Regions from separate parts of the Mus musculus genome. Here all the other regions are linked to region 2. The links are chromatin contacts, called in public Hi-C, Micro-C and promoter capture Hi-C maps. All regions are on one chromosome and are shown on one strand. Each heading gives the region's core, a stretch centred on a gene start, on an enhancer-like site or on the middle of the called end of the contact. The rest is flanking DNA. Distances are from core to core; before and after follow the strand shown. Region 1 holds the start of Tex13b (testis expressed 13B). Region 2 holds the start of Mid2 (midline 2). Region 3 overlaps Frmpd3 (FERM and PDZ domain containing 3). Region 4 holds the start of Prps1 (phosphoribosyl pyrophosphate synthetase 1).

Evidence for each region. Hi-C and Micro-C count contacts between places; a contact is called where the count stands out from the background. Capture Hi-C pulls out chosen DNA fragments and counts their contacts.
Region 1: a contact with region 2 is called in a Hi-C map of the N1E-115 cell line, with 5 times the contacts expected there. The contact joins the promoter of Tex13b here to the promoter of Mid2 in region 2. A contact is called at or near these places in 14 of 39 promoter capture datasets (the 3T3-L1 cell line, 3T3-L1-derived adipocytes, cranial neural crest and 9 more) and 2 of 484 Hi-C or Micro-C datasets (the N1E-115 cell line and epidermal suprabasal cells).
Region 3: a Micro-C map of muscle stem cells shows a contact between it and region 2, with 4 times the contacts expected there. The contact joins the enhancer-like site here to the promoter of Mid2 in region 2. A contact is called at or near these places in 4 of 39 promoter capture datasets (the C10 cell line, HPC-7-derived erythroid cells, neutrophils and 1 more), 1 of 484 Hi-C or Micro-C datasets (muscle stem cells) and 2 of 9 other capture datasets (adipose tissue and liver).
Region 4: a contact with region 2 is called in a promoter capture Hi-C map of adipose tissue. The contact joins the promoter of Prps1 here to the promoter of Mid2 in region 2. A contact is called at or near these places in 3 of 39 promoter capture datasets (hippocampal neurons, liver and neural stem cells), 1 of 484 Hi-C or Micro-C datasets (uterus), 1 of 115 datasets of contacts at active chromatin or transcription factors (bone marrow-derived macrophages) and 2 of 9 other capture datasets (adipose tissue and liver).

The regions. Positions count from the first base shown.
Region 1 is chrX:140,812,084-140,814,783 of GRCm38.p6, forward strand. It overlaps Tex13b (testis expressed 13B), which reads right to left and starts at 1,350. Exons shown (of 4, transcript NM_031381.2): 1 at 1,289-1,350; 2 at 555-1,039. The coding sequence starts at 1,007.
Region 2 is chrX:140,663,634-140,666,705 of GRCm38.p6, forward strand. It overlaps Mid2 (midline 2), which reads left to right and starts at 1,323. Exons shown (of 10, transcript NM_001358366.1): 1 at 1,323-1,645. The coding sequence starts at 1,642.
Region 3 is chrX:140,429,639-140,432,419 of GRCm38.p6, forward strand. Frmpd3 (FERM and PDZ domain containing 3) reads left to right here. Exons shown (of 15, transcript NM_001320946.1): 15 at 913-2,781. Among named protein-coding and RNA genes, the nearest start is that of Prps1, 26 kb to the right of the region's middle. Within about 2 kb of position 1,298, at least 17 of the 459 cell types and tissues checked have an H3K27ac peak or open chromatin away from gene starts, as enhancers often do. A contact at or near this core is called in muscle stem cells, where this site is marked.
Region 4 is chrX:140,455,329-140,458,133 of GRCm38.p6, forward strand. Prps1 (phosphoribosyl pyrophosphate synthetase 1) reads left to right here and starts at 1,275. Exons shown (of 7, transcript NM_021463.4): 1 at 1,275-1,535. The coding sequence starts at 1,414.

The DNA of each region.
Region 1 (2,700 bases), core at 100-2,599, 150 kb after region 2:
TGTGCTCCTCCAGCAGCGGCAGCAGCTGAAGCTGCAGCGGCGGCTGCAGTGGCAGCGGCGGCAGCAGCAGCAGCAGCTACAGCAGGAGGAACAACAGCTGCAGGGACACTAGTCATGATTGGCATCTGTGCAACTGGAACAGCCCTCAGCTCCTGGGGAGAAGTGAGCAGAATTGAAACACATTCCTGGAATGGATGTAGGGGTGGACTGGGGTATGGGTGTTGGGGTGGACTGGGGTATGAATGTTGGGGTGGACTGGGGTATGGGTATGGGTGTGGGCGTGGACTGGGGTATGGGTGTAGGCGTGGACTGGGCTATGGGTGTTGGGGTGGACTGGGGTATGGGTGTTGGGGTGGACTGGGCTATGGGTGTTGGGGTGGACTGGGGTATGGGTGTGGGCGTGGACTGGGGTATGGGTGTTGGGGTGGACTGGGGTATGGGTGTGGGCATGGACTGGGATATGGGTGTTGGGGTGGACTGGGGTATGGGTGTTGGGGCGGACTGGGCTACGGATGTAGGGGTGGAAATAAGACTGGGTTAGGAGGTAATCTTACTGCGTGTAGTAGCTTCAGTCTCATCAGGTCTCGCTCTCTCTGCACCTCTGCGAGTTTAGTGTGGGCCAAAAGAAGCTGGTAGGCCGCCTCCTTGCGTTCTATCTCGTGCTGGTCGGTGAGCTTCTTCAGGTCCAATGCCAGGGCATGCGCCGCTGACCTGTGCAGGCTGGCGAAGTCGTGCAGCCACTGCACTCTGCGCCCCTGCAACTGGCCCTGCCTGAAAGCGAAGCGAACCCCCAGGGCCAGGCTGCTCCAGGCACAGGCTTCCTGAACATCCCGAGGCACCTCGGTACCGTCCAGGAGGACATTGAGCTTTTCCTCCACCTCCTCCCAGGACAGGGTCAGGTTCTCGAGGTAGAACTCCGGGCCTCTGGAGTGCTTGGCCATTTGTTCGTTGATGAACATTAACACCCTGGCATGGCGGAACCCGGTGGTGACATCCTCGCAATTCATGATGGCTGAGTGCTCTAGGGGCTTGGCTGGCCCTGGCAAGAACAAAAGCTGCCGTAGGTCCTCGTTAGCCCCCGGAGGGAACTTCAGCCTCCCATCAGTTCTTTAGCTCGCCCTTCCCCTGTCACCTGCCTGCCACTTTGTTCCTCGGGAGACTTTCCATCTCCCCGGGACCTGTCCCTCCCACGATTCCCCCAGCCCCCCCCAAAAAAAACCCCAAAAAACCAAACCAGGCCTCACCTCTCTGAAGGCTAGCGACCAAAGAAAGCATAAGCCGAACATACCTGTGAGATGAGCAGTCCTGAAACCAAAGGGCGACAGAAGTGACAGGAACACAAGACCGCACTGCCTCTCACCCAAGAAGACAGAAGACGACTGCAGCCGTGGAAAAAAAAAACGCGCGAAGGCCAAGTCTCATCGGAAGTCTCAAAGTCTCGCGAGGTTTACTCTTGGACTGTTCCAACTTCCAGGACTGGCAAGGGGGGCGGGGGGCGTGAGAGGATGTCAGGTGTAGGGAGCGACATCTAATTACCAGAAAAAAAAGCAAACAAAAAATGAGAAACAACTATTTGTTGAAACCCATTGAAGACAGAAAGAAAAAAGAAACTATAAAAAAAATCTGTAACCATCTAAAAGCAAGTTTCCAAAGACATACCCCCAAGTATAGTGGTTTGTCCCAGCGGGTACCCGGTTTGTATGGCCGGAATGTTCCAGAGCTCAAACTCCAGCCACACAGGATTTTCTGGCAGTACCCAAGGAAGAGGGCATAGTCTCAGGGTAAGCCCTTCTACCATAGTCCACCATAGTAATCTGTGGACATTTCTTTACCCCGAACAAAGCACCTTCCACCTTCACATGCCCACCACAGTCAGTGTCGCAAGCACCCTCTCCATCTGGCAGTTCCGTAAACGGGTCCCTTTCCTGTCTTCCATTCACTACCAAAGCTCTCCAAGATCGGGCAGGAAGCAATGCTACCTGGACCTCGGACGGACTTCTGTGTCTGTTAAAATACTCAGTGAGGAGGCTGGCGAGAGGGCTCCACAGTTAGGAACACTGGCCATTCTCGCGTTCAAGCAGAGGTGCTGAGATCAAGTCCTGACTCCTCCAGTGGCTTACAACTATCTAACGGTATAGTTAGATAGTTGTAAGCCACCGGAGTCCTGTGGGATCCAGTGGCCTCTTCTGGTATAGAGACGTTTACGCAGACACAATACCCATAAACATAGATAGGTAGAAAGATAGACAGACAGACAGATTGATCAGAGAAATGAGGAAGGGGAGTGTAAATGCCATGCATTTGTTATTTTGGGAAGGTGGGCTGAAAATGGTGGTCAGGGGAGAGTGAATTAAAAGTTCTCTGTCTGGTTTCATTTGTTATAAAGAAAATAGATATGCATGCATTATTAAAAACCTCTAACTTTCGCCAGGCACAGTGGCGCACGCCATTAATTCCAACACTCGGGAGGCAGAGGCAGGTGGGTCTCTGAGTTCGAGGTTAGTCTGGTCTGCAGAGTGAGCTCCAACATAGCTGGGTCTATGCCGAGGAACAGAGGAACATTCTCTCTCTCTCTCTCTCTCTCTCTCTCTCTCTCTCTCTCTTTTCCTTAGTCAATTTCCGGTTTTATTTAAGAAGCATAGACTGGGTAATTCACAGTGAATACAACTTTACTCATCCAACGTCTCCGGAATCTGATGA
Region 2 (3,072 bases), core at 73-2,572:
GCTGTACTTCCTTTTAGGTAATGTGGTTGGGTTTTTCCCTTCATTTCCACTCCAGTGTTCTCTAGCAGGTTTGTTTAACAGTGCTGTTGGCTGACTGCTATTGGTTCCCTGATAAGACACACCCATCTACCTTCATTTTTTTTTCTGGATTTGTTCCCAAGCACAGTAATGGGAGGCCCATGTGAGAGGGGCTGTTTCGGATTGCTTTATTCCTTCCTCATTTTGAGTGGAGCTAGAAAGAATATCCTCTGAGGTGGCTTCCTTCTCTCATCTACCTTTTAAGTGTGTGTGTGTGTGTGTGTGTGTGTGTGTGTGTGTGTGTGTTGGGGGGAGGTGGTAGTCTTTGAGCCAGTGATAGGTTAAAAGACAGGCTGTATCCAGACCAATGGGAGGCTCCTGGCTTCCAAATGGATCTTATTAGGGACATTGTATTCTGGATGGCTAGCATCTGCCTCATTGTCCTCTTGGCAGTGACCCTTTTGTATTGGTCAAGGATCTGAAGGTGCAAAAGAAACCTTACCCCATACACTTTTAGTGGCTTTAATCCACCTGAACAACTTGTGCCCAAGTCCAATAGAACATTGCCATTCTCCCTTTGTCAAAAGAAAAAGGGGTTGGGTTTCCTTCAATTGTCTGCCCTTCTCTGTCTCCTCCACTATTTTTGTTTTACTCTCTAGTTAACTTTGCATACAACAGCTTCACCAGTAGGACCTGTGAGGAGGATCCAGGCACACTCTTTTCATTGGCGAGTGCAACAGCCTTCTCCTTGCTCTCATCTGGGGGTTTGTGGATGTAGAAGGGAGGTAGGTGGGTGAAGAGTTTGGCCACAGTCTTCCTTCTGCGCTTCACACACACCACCCGGTCGTGGACGCGCAAACACACACACACACACACACACACACACACACACACACACACACACGCTCGTGCGCGCCTGCTCAGGCCCCTTCTCCCTGTGTCTTCCATCAAGATGACAGGGTGCTGGAGAAAAGGCTGCTGGAATCAGCTGGTAGGTACAGTAGTAATCTGAACCCCACCCACCCACTGCCTTTGCTTGCTCGGGTTTCTCTGGTCACTCCTGCCAGGGGAGAAAACATGTAAGCGCGCCTCCAGAGGAGGGGCACGGGGAGTTGGGAGTGGCGGGGGCGGCGGAAGGTGAGCCTAGGAAGGTGGCCCAGCGCCCCTTCTGCCCGGCCCCTCCCCGTGCTCCCGTAGGGTGTCAGCCTCGGCTCTGCTTGCCCCCACTCCACCCTCCTTTCGAAGGGATTGCCTTTTTTTTCCCTCTGCTGCGGCGGAAATGACAGTGTGGTGCTGCGGTGGTGTCATGGTGCTGCCTCTGGACCGAGAGGCGAAAACTCTTTAAGTTTAGCCCGGGAGACCTAGACGCGGGAACGTCGCGGTCTCCGTGCTGTCCCCCGTGGGGCGCGCGGGCTGGCGGATCCCGGCTGTTGCGCGGCGGCGGCGGCGGCCGCAGCGGCGAAGGCGGGCGGCGGCCTAGAGTGGTGGTGGCGGCGGCGGCGGCGGCAGCAGCGACAGCGGCCCGGGAGCTTGCACGGGAGCCCGAGCCAGCTTGCTGCGGAGGCCGGCGAGCGCCCGGCGCTCCCCGGCGCGCGTAGGAGATGGCTGGCACCCGGGAACAATATGGGTAAAACGCGTCCCCTCGCCGAGGCCCGGGGGGATGGTGGTGGTGGTGGGGTGGCTAGTGTCGCCGCCCGCGCCGGGCTTGGCCCTGGCTGGCTCCTGCTGCTCTTCAGGTGCCGCCGGGGCTGGAACTGGCCGAGGACACTTGGGCTTGGGGGGGGGGGCGGCAAGAGGGGGGAGACGGGGTCCTGGCGGCAATGGCAGGGCCCCGGTTGTCTGTCACACTGTTGTGACCCGAGCTCCTGCCGCTGCCCTCCTGGGAAGGAGTTTGCACTCCTAGATCCCAGGCTGGGGACCGGCCCGAGGCCTCCCGCTTGGCCAGGCCGAGCAGGGAGAAAGCAGTGGAGCGGCTCAGCTCTCGTGGCGCCTAGGCGCAAGTCTGGGAAAGGGCGCAGCCGCCTTCCCACGCTCCCGAAATCCACGGCGTCCTCGGCCCGGGCGGCGCCCCGAGGTCGGCGGTTGGCTCAGTGGTGCTGGCGCAGCAGCCTGAGATTCTGTGGACACCCTGCGAGCGGGAACCCCGGGAGAAACTTAATTCTCCCTCCCCTTTTCCTCCCTGCTGGGGAAACGATCTTCAGGTCTCTGTCTGGGTGGTTCTTTATTTCTGGCCTAGCTGTGAAAGCAGCCCCGTGGGGGGGGGGGGGGTGGAGAGGGAAAAACTTGAGTGTGTCCATAGGACACACTGCGACTGAAGCAGGGACAGGGGAGCCTTTTCCATTCCGGGCTCATAAAAATTACTGGAACATTACTGGTTATGAGCTGGCTTGGGTTGTTTCGCACTTCACGTGCAGCATAGTATTTATTTATTTAGGAGGCATTTCGATTTAGAGGAGGAAATTAGGATCCAGGGATTGTTGGACTCTTCACTTTCCCCACTCTTCCACACTCCTTAGGTACTGTCTCTATTCAAGCCCCCACATCTCCCACCAGAGTTCCTGCACTCTCAGCTTTTCTCTGTCAACCTGTGCAATGCGGCTTCTTGCTTTTCAATCACTTTGATTTTTTTTGAAGATTTTGGAGGGTGGGGCTGCTGAATGGCATTAGTTGTGTGTCTGTCTCTAAGGAGGAGTATTTATGAAGCAAGACATTGGAAACTGTAATAGTACACAACTATTGTGTGGGGATTAATTAATCTGATTCTCGAATTGGACCACAAGAGTTGACTTTAATCCCATTCCATTTCCTCTCTGAAATCGAATCAGATCTCTGACACTATTCCAATAGAAGATGGAGTTGCTAAATGGAGAGTTTACATTCTTGCTCACTTCTGCTTGGGGAGCTTTTGCTGTACCCTAGATTCCTATCCCAGCATCCCCACCTTTTTTTAACCTCCTCCTCTCTGCTCATCACTGCCCCAAGGGAGAATCAATCTTTGCTATTTTTATATATTCCTGCTCAATCAATTAGCTTAACACAGACTCATAATATGAA
Region 3 (2,781 bases), core at 48-2,547, 230 kb before region 2:
ACAGCATGAAGATTAAATGACATCACTCAGACAAAATACTTAAGCATTACCTCACACACAGTGAGAACTCAGTAATCAGTAACTTTCTGTTATCTATTAATTAATAGAACCATGAAATCGACACACAAACACACACAGAGAGAGAAAGAAAGTGAGAGAGAGCAACAATAATGACAAAAATCAATAAAAAAAGCACAAAGAGTATTTGCAAACATGTGAGTCAGGGTCAAGTATAGACAGAGCAGGAAAAGGGCCTGGGATCAAAGGAAGGCTGTCTTCGCTGTACATAAGGGATGCCTTATCACTGGGCAACCGCTGCATGTTTGTCCCCAACCCAGGCTGGCATCTGTCCTCTCTCATCATCCGGTGCTCCAAAACTGATTGTTTTCAGGTCCAAGGCCCAGGTGGCTGCCAGAGGAGAGGCGCAGCTGAAGAGCCTCAGCTGCAAGGACTGTAGACAGACAGGCCTGGCCAGATGAGGAAGGGCTAAACGGCACCTCTTTTTTTTTTTTTTTTTTTTTTTTTTTTTTTTTTTTTTTTTTTTTTGTTGCCAGCTCTCTTCAGGACAATTAACAGAAATTTCCTAGCTGTGGAATCTAAAAATGGGGTTGATTGGCGTGTTGTTTTACATGTTAACTTCCCACCAAACCGCCCAGATCTTCTTTCTTGGCATTCCTTTTTTGGACTCCAACCTTTCACACCCCCTTCTCACATCTTGTTCCTCTTTGTGTGCTCTTCTTGGCTTCTCCTCCTCCTCAGACGTCGTGTCTTCGGAGGCTTTTCTTCTCAGGCTTGACTGGTTTCGCCCAGCTTGAAATACTGCTGTTATACCTAAACATTTCTCCAGGAACACTCTAGATCCCGTTGGAAAAGACTTCGAGGTCCTAACAAGCCCCATCCTTGTTCTTCCAGGTCTGATTGTGCTGGCCACAATCACTCCTGAGTCATCGCTGGACTCGGGCCATGAAACCAACTCTTCAGAGCTCACAGATATGTCAGAGATGATGTCGGCCATGAAGCAGCACCAAAACACCACCTACTTCCTGGCCCAGCACCTCAACAAGGACAGCCTCCTGGCCCGAAAGGACCTGCCTTTCAGGATCCAGAGCTGTGCCGCTCAGGCTGTCCTCACCGCCCCTTATGCGCTCGGGCCCCCAGATCCCAACCCATCCCCCCAGCCAGCTGTCACTGGCCAGAGTCCTGCCCCGACTGGCGCTCGGAGAAAGATACCTCAGTCAGAAGTCCAGGTACAGGGAGACAGACCATACTCCTTGGCAGTACACCCAGCGCTGTCCCCACAGCTTAGCGAGCAGAAGAATCTAAGCCTGCTTCCTCCAGTTCCTGAGGACAGAGGGCCAGGCCACAGTAGGGCCGGCCTAGAGATGTCACTGAGGTCAGCCACACCATCCCTCAGTGAAGAGCAGGTCTCAGAGCTTAGGGAAAACCTGCCCAAGGAAGTCAGGCTGAGCCCTAAGCTTATCCTGGACCCAAAAGGCAACGTGACCCCAGCCATAATCTCAGCTGCCCTGCAGCAGGTGGTACACAGTAAGAGTCTAGCCACTCCTGGCACAGCCTTGGCAACACCGTCCAACAGGGGGGAGAGGAGGCTAGAGGCTAGCATGGGGAGGCCTGAGGTCACCATGAGCAGGCCAGAGGTGAGCGTGATGAGCAGCAGTGTCAGCAAGAATCTGAAGTTTAAAATGAGCCCGGGTGCTCCAGAGACCACACGGAATTCTCAGCAGCAGCTGGGCCCCGAGGTCTCTGCCAGCCCCCGAGCATCCACGGGCAGCAGGGCTGACAACCTCCACCTTTCCCCACCGGAGGACAGGTTTCCTGTTCAAAGCTTCCCTCCTAAGAGCTATCTATCCAGAGTGAGTCGAGACTCCATGGGAAAGCAAGCTACTGGGGAGGTGGCAGGCAAGGGTGGGCCAGAGGGTGCTAAACCTCCCCCAAACAAGCAGAGCGTAGTTTCTGGCCAGGGGGACAAAGGGCAGCTGGAGAGCTTATCCAAAAGCAGCAAGCTTGAAGAGACCAGCTTGGTTCCCCGAGCTGGCTATCCCATGGCTCTGCAGAGCCCAAGCTGCCAGCCCCGAAGCCACAGCCCTAGCTGCCAGCCCCGTGGGCCAAGCCCCAGCAGCCAATCCAGAGGCCAGAGCCCCAGCTGCCAACCTAGAAGCCAGAGCCCCCTGAGGCCTCTGGCCACCAGCCGGCAGGTTAGCACCATGCCCTCTAGAAAGCTCGAAACAACCCTGGATGGAGCCCACTCAGCCTCTGAAGGCCCCACAAAGCCCAAGTCATCCCGAGGGCCTTTCAGACTACGCAACTTATTTTCTGCCACCTTCCCTACCCGCCAGAAGAAAGAGACAGATGAGCGACAAGCCCAGCTGCAGAAGGTAAAGCAGTATGAACTGGAGTTCCTTGAGGAACTTCTAAAGCCACCAAGCCAGGGGGAACTTCCAGGCACAGAGTATCTTCAACCTCCAGCACCTGGCCGCTGCAGCTGCCAGCTCCGCAGTAGCCCTGTGCAGCAGGGACCTGGCATGTCTCGCGAACAGAGACGCAGCTGTGACTGCAAGCGTATCTGCCGAGGGGGACGGCCACAGGCTGCCCAGACCCCAGCGCCTGGCCTCCGGGAGAGGGAGAGGGTCCCCCCTACCCAGAGGCAGCCCGAGGCTGGCCCAGGCTTGAGCCTTAATAGTCCCATCAATGTCCAACGCATCCGCTCCACCAGTCTGGAGTCCCGTGAGTGCCGGTCAGACCCTGAAAGTGGGGTTTCGTGCC
Region 4 (2,805 bases), core at 25-2,524, 210 kb before region 2:
GCAAAAGCAATACTTGTTCTGAACCGCTGAGCCATCTCTTCAGTCCCCAAAGTGGTTTGGGTTAGCTCCTTGCCGGACAATTTTAAGAGCAACAATACAGAGAGAGCAGGGGGCTCTCTATGTAGCTCTAGCTGTTCTGGAACTCACTAGACAAGACTGGCTTCGAACTCATAGAGATAAGCCCAATTCATAAGTGCTGATAATTCCAATGTGCCCAGCTGTCAAAGCCTGGCTGGGCAGTGATGCTGCATGCCTTTAATCCTAGAGACAGGATTTCTCTGTATCTCCTTGGCTGTCCTGGATCTCACTTTGCCTCCAGAGTGCTGAAATTAAAGGTGTGAGCCACCACGCCTGGCTCAGAGTCACATTGTGTGTACGAGGCTAGCTTGGGACTCATGATCCCCCCTGACTAAGTCTCCTTAGTGTTAAGATGATAAGCATGTACCACCATACCTGGTAGTCATGATTTTGGTTTTGTTGATTGTTGCTGCTTTGAGACAAGATCTCACTATATATCTCTGGTGGCCCTGAACTCCCTTTGTACATCAGTCTGGCTTAGAACTGACATAGATCTGCCTGCCTGCCTCCTCCAGAATACTAGGATTAAAGGTGTATGCCACCTTGGTACTGATTTTTTTTTTATTCTAAAATTGTGTGACTCTTCCTTTACATCTAATTCATGGCTGTCTGGAATACTGTTAAAACAGAGTCTGCACTAGTTTGCACAAGTTTGCACTGGTCCAGTTAGCGTGTGTAAAAGGCTAGGTTAGCCAGATTACCTTGTAATTGTGGCAGACTTAAACACTATGCTGATTCTTTCAGGGTTCTTCATGGATAATACTTTACTTTTTCTTCTTCCAATCTTTAGCTAATCATAATTTTATCACCCAGATATTTGGGGAAAGCCACACTCCTTCTCTAATTGAGCAAACTAGAATCCAGTGATAAGGACAAAACATTAACTTTCTCTCGCATTGTCCCAGGGTGACTCACCTTCAGTCACTTTCCCCTAGGGCTTGCCTTCCAGGTAGAAAGTACACTTGGTATTTAGAGTTGGTAAACAAGCCCTTTGCCTGCGATGCGCCTGCGTTGTGGCTATCTTTGTGATGTAAAAAGTGCTTTAATTTAACCCGTTTCACGCCTCTGAACAAATTACCAGAGAGTGGTTGGGCGGCAACATTACCGGAAGACTCCGCCCCTCACACCCGTCCAACCAATCAGAAAAGGCTGGGTGGAGAACTTCCTTTGTAATCCCGCCCCCTGGGCAATTTAATGCCGCGCGCTGGGCGGGAATGTAAGATGGCGGAGTAGCAACGCGGTACTGTTGGTGTTCAGACTGCCTGCTGACTTCCGTTCCCGTGTTGGCAGCGGCGGCGGCGGCGACCACTGAGCACGTTGAGGTAGTTACCCAAGATGCCGAATATCAAAATCTTCAGCGGGAGCTCCCACCAGGACTTATCCCAGAAAATCGCTGACCGCCTGGGCCTTGAGCTAGGCAAGGTGGTGACTAAGAAATTCAGCAACCAGGAGACCTGGTAAGGACGCAATTGGTACCTTGAGTGTACCTGACCTGCCCAGGCCATGGCAACTCGGGGGATGGAGCGGCCGTGGGATTTCCTGGCAGCAGAGGATGGGCAGAAAGGGGCAGCAGAGGTTAGCTTGCCTCGCGGGTTGTTCCGTTATTTTACCTCCCGAGAGGGTCGCGTTCATCCTCGCTGCGCGCGGTTAGGTGGAGCCAAGATGGAGATGGGAGCTGAGGCCGCTACGTTTGGGGGTTGGGGATGGAGGATCTAATGTCGGGGGGTAATGGCCTCCTGGAATGTCTGGAGGTGTACGGGCGCTTAGCTTTGGGCATGGGGACACGTGGCTTGTCGCTTCACTGTGGAGCCAGTAGATTGGATTCGGTTCACTTTCCGCGCGTCGACTGGTGTACATCAGAGAACCTATGGCGTTCTGAGCCCCATCGTGGTCTTTTTCCTAGATTTGAAAAGCTTTTTGGTTGGAAATGGTAGCGTTCTGGTTTGGTCTTGGGAAACATTGTGTTCTGAGGGCGCGAAAACGTTACCACGTTCCCTTAGACTGGCACGGTGTCGGCTTTTCCTATCCTGTCTGTCGAGGAATCAAACCACCCTTAAGTTAAATTCAGTAGATGGGGTAAAGTGGTTGCTTTGAGCTCAACATCCTTGATCTTCGACATCTCAGCTTAAGTCATCCCAAAAAAATAGGGAAACCTTAGTTGTAGAATTCGAATTTTTGACGGTTTCCAATTCCGCTACTGGCAGACATAATAATACAAGCACTCCGCCCCTCCTCCATTGTAGCCACTTCTTAGTGTTAAATGCGTGAGGATTTAGGGAACGACTTACACGTGAGTGTTCAGTGACAAAATAATAACGCAGTGGAAGAGCTAGCTCAAACAGCAAAGGGAAATTTGAATGTCGTCTTTTTGGTGCTCTGCTATAAAACTCGTGGCCCAGCACTGGTGTGCTGTCGCATGCCACTAGGCAAGAGCAGGAGAAGCAAGTTTGAAGCAAGCCTAGTCTGCATAGTTAACTCTAGACTAGTCAGGACTATGTAGTGAGACGGTCTCCGAAAAATTGCTAACAGAACTGTCTTAGCCCCAGTCATCATCCACATGCACTATTGGACCGTGCTTCTTTTAGTGCCCCCTTCCAGCTATATACAGGATCCTCTAGAGCACTGTATTGTTTTCCTGTAGTAGATGAAATCAAGAACACTAACAATAATGCTTTTTTGTTCACTTATTTTAATTTTGGTTTTAGGGTTGTTTGTTTGTTTTGGGGG